2 separate regions of the Mus musculus genome follow, and region 1 is linked to region 2. Evidence: chromatin contacts called from public HiCAR-type data. All regions are on one chromosome and are shown on one strand. The core of a region is the stretch at or near the end of the contact, and the rest is flanking DNA. Distances in the headings are between cores, read along the strand shown.

Region 1 (4,789 bases), core at 1,427-3,926, 450 kb after region 2:
GAAAACAAAAATTCCAAGCCAATCTTTTTACCAATATGAAAAATATCAAAATATCTGGATAGGTTTGGTATGTAACGAAGGTTTTAATCGCTGGAGGGGAGAAAAAAACCTACATATTCACAACATTCCAAATGTTTAAGCCCTTTAATAACTCCAAAGTTCTGAAATGAACTGTCCAGCCGAAATGTGCGTGACTGAAATGATCATGTAGTTCAAAAGTGTGGACCATTACAAGGTATCAGAATCACTGCCTCTGTGGTCGAAAGCACAAATCAGAAGATGCATGGAATAATGGAGCAGGGAAAATACGTTTCTGTAAAGCATGTATGTTGGAATAGTTTAGCTTTAAATCACTTAACAAAGTCATTAGTTTTAGGTATTATATCCTGGTATAATACTTTAGAGCTTTAAAAGGCCCATTCATACGCTGTCTCAGAAATAATTACACAAGCAAGACATAAGTGCTTTCCCATTTCACAGATAAGAAAGTCAGGCAGAAAGGTTGCTCTCTTCTCCTTGTGTCCTCTGTACACCGTAACCATGTTACAGTGTAGAATAACCTCACTACAGACTGAAAAGAGATTCATAGCAAGACATGTTTGCAGAGGAACTGTCCAGTATGGTGCAGAAGCATGCTTGATATACAACCTTAGCTCTTTCCTAAAACGTTACTCATGGGAGTTACAGAGTTTTGATAAACTTGGAGCTGTATTTTCTACACTTCAGTCACTCCAAAATCAGGAGCCTCAAGCTGTCAAGTCTACACAAGAAACCAACTGTAGCAGGTGCTAGTGTAAACCTCCAGTTTGGGATGCGACATCTATAGCAAGAAAGACATGTTTGCTTTTGAAAGCCACCCTAGCAAATGATCCTACAAGTTAGAGCTTAAAGTAACAGCATGTAGGATTTTGTCACACTCTGAACCCCTCAACACAAAGATCTCCTGAAAAGTTCCAGAAAAGCATTCCACCTTGCTGTGGGGAATCCAGTTTCCACCTTCATCTGTCAGTGAAGTTATTCTCTTTTTTGTGTGCACCATTCTCCTGTGTCGTTTTTAGGATGCATCTTGTTGGCTTTGGCAATTCATGCATTTCATGTCAAGATCATCTGAGATGCTTATGTCAGCCAAGACAATTTTTTTTTCAAAAAAAAAAAACTCTGTTATATGACTTCCATTTCTGGGAACAGGAATATAGCGTATTTTTTAACCCTGTTCAACTCACTTCAGCCCACCCTCTGCTGTCCACCCAGTCTCATCTGCCACACCCGTAAAATTATATTTCTATCTCCCTCACACCCTCTAAGTCTCAAGCTATTATGATGGCAATTTCTAGGTACAAAGCTTTAAACAAATAACATCATTTGAGAAATACTTAAGTTTATTATGTGGGCTAGGTATGTGTTAGACGCTAGTGGTGATCCATTCTAAGACAAAATTGTTTCCTTTACATAGATACAATTACTAGAAGATAAACGTATTTTTCTGATTTCAATGGTGAAAGAGATGGAGATGTTGGATGTAGACAAAGGTGATAATTCCATTCCAGAAGAGAAATTGAAGGGGATGAAGGGATCTAAGTAAGCTTGAAAGGTGTCAGCAGGAATCCCACGAGTTTGTCCGTGAAAAAGATTCTGTGCTTTATCTCATGCCAGCCGAGAATGTGACACTGCATAAGCCTGTCCTACCTGCAAGGGTTCACATTGGAATCTCTCTTCCTCTTCTCTCTCAGAAACTGCATGGACAGTAATTCTGAAGTTTCAATCTCATCCTCTCATTTTGGTCCTTATCCTTTGGAGTTCAAACCACTGGTCTCCATGATGAAACAGTATTATCATGACTCTCTTGCCTCTCCCACATATGACACATATGACACATATGACACATACGACACTGGGGTATATAACATTAGACAAGAGAATTCTTCACAGAGCTCTTCTGGATCACCACATCTCTGTTCCAGGTATCTATCCAGACCACTGAGTAGTTCTTTAACTCAAAAACTTAATTGTTTGAGTAAAAGTTTTTTTTTTTTCAGCTGAACACTCACCTGATTATGAATTTGTTCATCTTAGGACACTTTGCAGTCTGGAATAGGCAAGAGTCTCTCAAACCACCAAGTAAAAATGATTTCATTTTTGCTGAGAGTTTGTTCATTAAATTCTGGCTTTCCTACAGTACAGGAATGAGAGAAGGAAAGGAGGAAGAGGACCACGCCTTCCATGCCTCCCTGGAGACAATGACATCACTTCCTGTTCTCCCCATTAGCTTAGAACATAAATCAGCCAAGTTTACTGCTGCACATAACAATTATCCCAAGTGTATAAATCCATTCCGTCTTCAACATTCTCCCCATTCCAGTCTGAGTTCTTTTCAGACCATCCCTTGGCACCTGTATCTCTACTTGGTCCCTTTAAAGCAACAGGCTTTTCTGCTATGTATTTAAATTTCTTGCAGCCTCTACTAATTGCCTAATTTGTCATATAAATAAGTCAGAAGCGACCTCACTGTATTAGCTCCCAGGTTGTTTACTTTCCCATTAACTAAAAAGCCTGGCAGCATCAAATTCAGACATTCACATATTCAGTTGTTTTTAAGAAGAACCCAAAGAGGCAGACCATTGGCTCCTTGGAAACTGTCTCCTTTGCATAATCCCATGAAATTATCTGCAGCACCGATAGACTCATTGCTAGCTGAGGATAAAAGAAGGTCTGAAACCATGAAGACTGGAAGTTGCTGGTAGCTTCTAGGACTGTCTGCTCGAAAATCTCTGCTAAGCTGGTAAAGAACATCTCAACGTGTGCTCCCCTTCTGAGGGGGCACATGGAAACCTCTAGTCACAGAGTGAGGGACTTCCTGTAATATGAGACTCTATCCTGAGCCCGGCCATGGCTGCGTGTGCTCCTGCTATCTCTCAGTCATACCTTTTCCTTGGTCAGCTCTTAAGTACTTCTACCTCTCTACAGACAGGAGGATGGAATAGGATTTTTAGGTATTTGTCACAGCATCCCTCCCCTTTCTAGGGCAATGGTACTGTCTCTTCAGCAACATCATGCAAATGAAAGCAGCCCTGCACAACTTCTTCAGGATGTCTTCCTCAGCTTGATGCTTTTGAGATCCATCTATACCACTCTAATAAATCTGTCTTTCTTGGTAAACAGCGTTCTCCTACATGAATGAGTTGAATGTCTCCCCCTCTGAGGATATTTCAGTTGCTATCAGTTTGGGCAATTATGAATACCATTGTGAGGGTCAGCGGATAAGATATTGTGAATGTGTTTCAGTTCTCCAAAGTAAACACCTAACACATAGGACTTCTGGGGACATATGCTCTTTAAGAAGTGTGCCAAACTACCTCCAAATAGTTGAGGTTCTTCACAGACCATGCTCAGTGACTGTGAGTCCCCGATCCCAGGCAGCCTCATCAGCTCTCAGAGCTTCCACTGCGTTCTAGCAAGTCTGAGAATTTCATTAAGGAAACCACAATAAAGCCTCCAATCCTTGACTGTCGTCCCCATCCTCACTGAGAGGTATCTGTTCAAATTATTCATTCATGTCTTACGTGGGCTGTTCTCATTGCAGTAATCATGTCCGTCACAGAGAGAAACTGTACTAATTTGTTATTAAATTCAATTTGTTGTTTTTTATGATTTGTTATTTTGATATTATGTCTAACAACATTTCGATATCATATCTAATTCCAGGTCATACACCTGTGGGTTCTTCCAAACACTCTAGATTTAGGCTTTCCATTTAATTTATGGGTTTTGTTTTGTTTTTTTTAGTTAATATTGATATAAGATATAAAGTTTACTACCTTGTTTTATTGTTTGCATATGCATGTCTAATTGTTCTGACAACAGTTATCCAAAAGAACTTTTGGGATGGAGAGGCAGCTCCATGATTGTGAGCACTTGCTGGTTTTGAAGACCCAGGTTCAATTCCCAGCACCCACATCATGCAGCTCCCAACAATTCCAGGGGATCCAAGATCTTCTTTTGGCCTCTGTGGGCACCTGTATATTCTTGGTAAACACATACTCTTACAAGAGCACATACATAAATAATAAATATATTTTTTCAAACTCCCACTTACCTATTTTATGCATTTATGTGTATAAGTATGTGAATCTATTTTTAATTAATTATTCTGTTCCAAGATCTCTCTGGACTGAAGGACTAACGAACACCTTTGCCAGTGTCACCGCTTAAACACCGTAGCCAAAGTCAGATGCTGCTTACAGCCAACTTGATTTTCTTTCAGTTTTTCTTAACTATTCAAGATATTTTGCTTTTTGATTAAAAAAAAAAAGGTATAACTCTATTTTTAGTAGCATGGACTGAATAAGCAAACATTCTACCCCAGCAAATATATTCCCAGTCCAAGAATTAGCTTTTCTGTGTTTACAACAAAATCTCTCTGAATTTTTTTGAGATTTTTCATACATATAACTACAATGCATCTTAATGATATACACCCCTTCCTCCCTCCAACTCCTCTGTGTCTCCTCAAGCTCCTCTAGTAAAATGAATGTTTTCTATTATTTTATCATTATTATTATTATATACATAAAACCTATTGAGCCCAATTAGTTAGCTCATAGATGTGGGGCTAACCACTGGAGCATCTGAGTTCAACCCTAAAGAAAACTGACACTCTGTGGTTCCCCTGGTATGCCAGCTCTTACAATCTTCTTCTATGATGACCCCTGATCCTTAGTTATCATAATTGTGTTATGATGTCCCATTTAGGGTTGGATACAACACCCTCACTTATTCTCTGTACCTTGCC
Region 2 (4,459 bases), core at 1,045-3,544:
TTCAGTGTTTCAGTGTGGATGCAACAACAACTCTTCAAGGATTTTTCACAGCTTCAGGAAGAGAGCGGAACTGATTAGCTGTCTAGCTTCTTATACTGAGGAGCTCCCATGGTTTCTGTCTCTCCAGCATACAGGCAGCTATTGTTGGGCTACTCTGCCATTCCCCCATAGCCAGTTGCATGCAGTTCCTTTTATAGTATACATGAACACAGTGAAAATCAGACCCTAATCTTGTCCTTAACATTTAATGATCCAGCATTAGAATTTTGTGTGTGTGTGTGTGTGTGTGTGTTTTGAGACAGGGTTTCTCTGTGTAGCCCTGGCTGTCCTGAAACTCACTCTGTAGACCAGATTGGCCTCAAACTCAGAAATCCTCCTGCCTCTGCCTCCAGCATTAGAATTTTTTATTTGAATTCGAAAGAAATGAAATTTCCCCACATTGGGAGTTCCAAGGTTACTCCAGGAAAGTAATGCATAGTTTCTAATATTAGCACTGAAAAAGAGAAAACCAGATTTGTCATTTCTTTATCCTGAGTTTACACAGGATGTTTATCCTGACATTACACAAGTCAAATAATTTAGACTTACAAAGCACTCAGTAGCTGCTGAAGTCAGCTGGTCATTGTTGTTTCTTTCTTGTTCAGTATCATTGCTATGTGACATCACAGGCAGGACAGTGACCAGGTAAGGGCAGAAGAAGATTGCCAACATGGGCTAGAAATCATGTTGTTCATCTGAGACAAGATGGGGAGACAAGAGGGAAATCTTAACAGAAAAAGTAAAGAAAACATGAATTGTCATGGGCTGTGGACATCAGCAAGACCTAGAGGAGAAGTCCACTAGTTTCCAATGTCCCAAATGTTAATAGGTTTGGGGCATTGATATGATATGATGCCAAGGTCATGGGTCATATAGAAGAAATGAATTTTTCTATTCTTTTGATTGTAGATAATTTATCTATATTCTTTCTGACATGTTAATTTGAGGGTATTTTATATAAGCAGAAGACTAGAAAGTTAATTGGGGAAAAAAAAAGCATGCTTGACACTTTGATTACACTGTGAAGGAGCCAGAGTGATTGAAGGAGTCAGCAATGCACAGTTACTAACCGATGGTGAGTGTGGTAGGTGTGGGTGCCAGGCCTATTTTGCATCTGTGATCCAAGGAACCCGTTGTGCTTTTGTTAATGATTGTACTGGTGTGATAGTTGTATTACTCTTAAATAGAGAGCAATATACACATTATCCTACCAGGTCATCTCTAAGCTTGAACTTTAGAGTACAAGTCAGAGGAGGCATGGCATGTTTTAGATTTAGGACTCTGCCTAACAAATATCTTAAAAAAGACTTAAAAGTCTTAAGGAGGCAGATCAATTACCTGCAAATATAAACTCCTTTAATCCCAGCACTTGGGAGGCAGAGGCAGGTGGATTTCTGAGTTCGAGGCCAGCCTGGTCTACAGAGTACAGAGTGAGTTCCAGGACAGCCAGGGCTACACAGAAAAACCCTGTCTCAAAAACCAAAAAAACAAAACGAAAAACAAAAGCAAATATTACTATAAAGAAAACAGAAACATCAATTTGTGTTAGTTATTAGCATAGAATGAAAACGCCACTCTTAACTCTCACATGAATCTCTATGATGATGGAAAGGTTGTTATTACAGTGGTTTTATAAAGAGAGAACTGACAAACTTTAAGAGGAAAAAAAAAGAATAAATTCTAGAATGTTGCAATTTTTAAATTTCGGTTTCTTTTTAGTCTTACCCATTCCCCCCTTTTATTTGACCTCTTCTGGATCTAAAAGACAAAAGGAAATGCATTTTCTTTCTTCTTTTCCAGTGAGAAGACTTTTATGGATCCAGACTGGATTTAGAACAAAAGGAATTTTCAATCTAGCTCTGAATTTTTCGGATTAAAAAGCTCGAAATGTTCTGAGGTTTCCGGTTCCAACCATTTCCCTTAATGTTAGCGATGACAACTGAGCCATCCAAGGCTCAGTTCCTGTCTTCTGGCTTCTGATGAGAAGAGAAACCAGCACTAACCACAACTTAAGGGAAATGGCAGTTGCGTCGCTCCTCTTGATGAAATTTTCAGCAGTATAGGCAAGCTCCCTTGATGCTAATATAGATATGGTGGGCCCAGCAGACAGGTGGAGTTGGCAAATAAATGTTCATTTTCTCCTTTTATGACTCAATGTTATCGTGAGGGAAGTGGAGAATATTTCCACAACACAGCTGTGAAGGATTCTCCAGCTCATCTATCAAGAGAGCACAGTCTCTCACTCCCCTGCAGTTTGGTACCCAGGGGAGAGCTGAGGAGGAAGTGGAGGATTCCACTCAACATTCTTGGCTCTGGAAACAAGTAGTTTCTGAGTTTGCTAGTTCTGGAGATCAGTTGTAAGAGTCTGTGGAATCATTTGCATAATATCCCACTGTGTAGAATCCCGCGGCTGTAAAAGTAGGGATGGATTTAGCGGGTGTTTACTCAATTTGGGGTCCACTCTAAGTCATTTTCCAGCTTGTCCACCATATACTTACATCTGGTGAAAGAGAGTTTGGCATTTTCCAGAGAGACTTTTTTTCTAACTTTTGAAAACTCCAACTTTTATAGGAGTCTTGATTGTGTTTATCCTCAACTTTTCAAATATAGTGTTTACTTTGTTAAATTTCTACTATGGGGGATCATCTGAGGGAAACCAAATCCTTCATACACAAATTCTCCTTCAGTGTTTAAAGTCATCATCCAGTTCGTTAAGCTAACATTCTAAACCTTTGAATAGTCCCTCCTGGAACAGGGTCTCATGTGTATTTACTTACGGATGAAGTCACTCACTTCAATATTTAGCACACAGTACTCAGTGCAAATCATTAAGGAGTAGAGTAGATCTGTAACCATGAATGAATTGATGACTGCCCTTGTAAAGGGCCAAGTGTCTTGATGTGTTGTTTAGGTACCATTCTCATTCAGGGAACAATACTGCGCCCCTATATATAGCAATACTTTATACTTTTACTTACCTCCAGGCAAAAGAGGATTTGGGGGAAAAATATTTAAGATAAAAAAAAAATCAATTTGTCACTTTTCCTATTCAATCAGTGGCAATCTTCTTCTTTCCCACTTAACCAGATGCATATTTTAAAGTATTGTTTCATTTCCTTCATCTCCGGTATCTCCAATGAAACGCCTAGTTTCTCTTCTTTCCTGTCATCATCAACTTGTCCCTAGTACCTTCTTAGTAATTAGATGTGGCTCTAGTGGCAATTGATTCAACCTTGTACCCAGCTCGAGTCTTCTGTAAGTCTCTTAAGGCAGTTAAGTTAGTAGGAGGCAACAAGGAATAGGAGATTATAATGAGTTGAAATATCGCAATACAAAGCGAGCTTTGGTCTGTTTTTTGAGGATTGGTTCATTCTTGCAAGAGAGAGAGATTTAATGTTACTGTATCTAAGTTTCTAAGGCAAGCACATCTATGTCTTGAAGAAAGTTCTTTGATTGTATTTAGAGGTTTTTAAGTTGTTCCTCCTTAATGTAACTTCTGATCATGGGACCTCTACTTCAGAGCTACATATTCTCAAGTGCTCAATTATTCTTGTATTAATCTGAAAGACTTTAAGATGATGTTAATTACATCACATGAATGAGTATGTGACAGCTTTGCAAATGATCGTAACGCTGTGTAAAATGAAATAGAAACTATATATTTTTCCTATTAAATTTATATGTTTAAGATAATGACACAGAAATAAAATGGAAAATAATTCATGGACAATTGCTGGCAAGATGTCCCAGCAGGTGAGGTCGCTCACCTTGCAAACCAGCGCTCCATCCCCAGAACCCAGAAAGTTTTCTTCAGATCTCCACACACATGCCACAACACACACATACCCTACCCTGACACATATACATATTCATACATACAAATTAATAACTAAAAATTATGCTATAAAGATAATACATTCATATGCAAAGGTAATAGATAATTTTAATTTTCTATTTTTCTGTTCCATATTTTTCCTTATAGTCCTGCCAGGATCTGCCCCACAAAACAAAAAACACCAGAGACCAAGTTCTGGAAACATGAACATCTTTCATGGGGGACAATTCAGAAATAGGCCATAACAATCTTATGCACTTTCTTGATTTTTAATGACATATGTCTGGGTTGCTTGTTCTTCAGAAGCATTTTTTATAGAAAGATTAAACTCTGTATAGTTTTAAGTGAAGAGGAATAAAAATTGAAGATGAAAATCTCATATCCTTAAGGAAATGTATGAAATAAGAGGCAGAAGCATTAACAGATAAAAAATTATCAAATTTTCTCATGTTGGATAGTTAAAGATTGGAATTACTTTTGAGCATTACTAAAGGCAATACTATCTTTGTACATTATCGTCAGAGCAATAACTAATAAACTAGCCCAGTGAAGGAGCTAGACATAGCAGGACACCTAAATGCCAGA

Evidence for each region. HiCAR-type assays count read pairs that join an accessible place to other places.
Region 1: a contact with region 2 is called in a HiCAR-type map of fibro-adipogenic progenitors, with 5 times the contacts expected there. The contact joins two enhancer-like sites.

What each region holds. Positions count from the first base shown.
Region 1 is chr5:98,139,820-98,144,608 of GRCm38.p6, forward strand. No RefSeq gene overlaps it. Among named protein-coding and RNA genes, the nearest start is that of Gm42121, 3.2 kb to the left of the region's middle. Within about 2 kb of position 2,677, at least 2 of the 459 cell types and tissues checked have an H3K27ac peak or open chromatin away from gene starts, as enhancers often do. A contact at or near this core is called in fibro-adipogenic progenitors, where this site is marked.
Region 2 is chr5:97,691,462-97,695,920 of GRCm38.p6, forward strand. No RefSeq gene overlaps it. Among named protein-coding and RNA genes, the nearest start is that of Gm34029, 57 kb to the left of the region's middle. Within about 2 kb of position 2,295, at least 34 of the 459 cell types and tissues checked have an H3K27ac peak or open chromatin away from gene starts, as enhancers often do. A contact at or near this core is called in fibro-adipogenic progenitors, where this site is marked.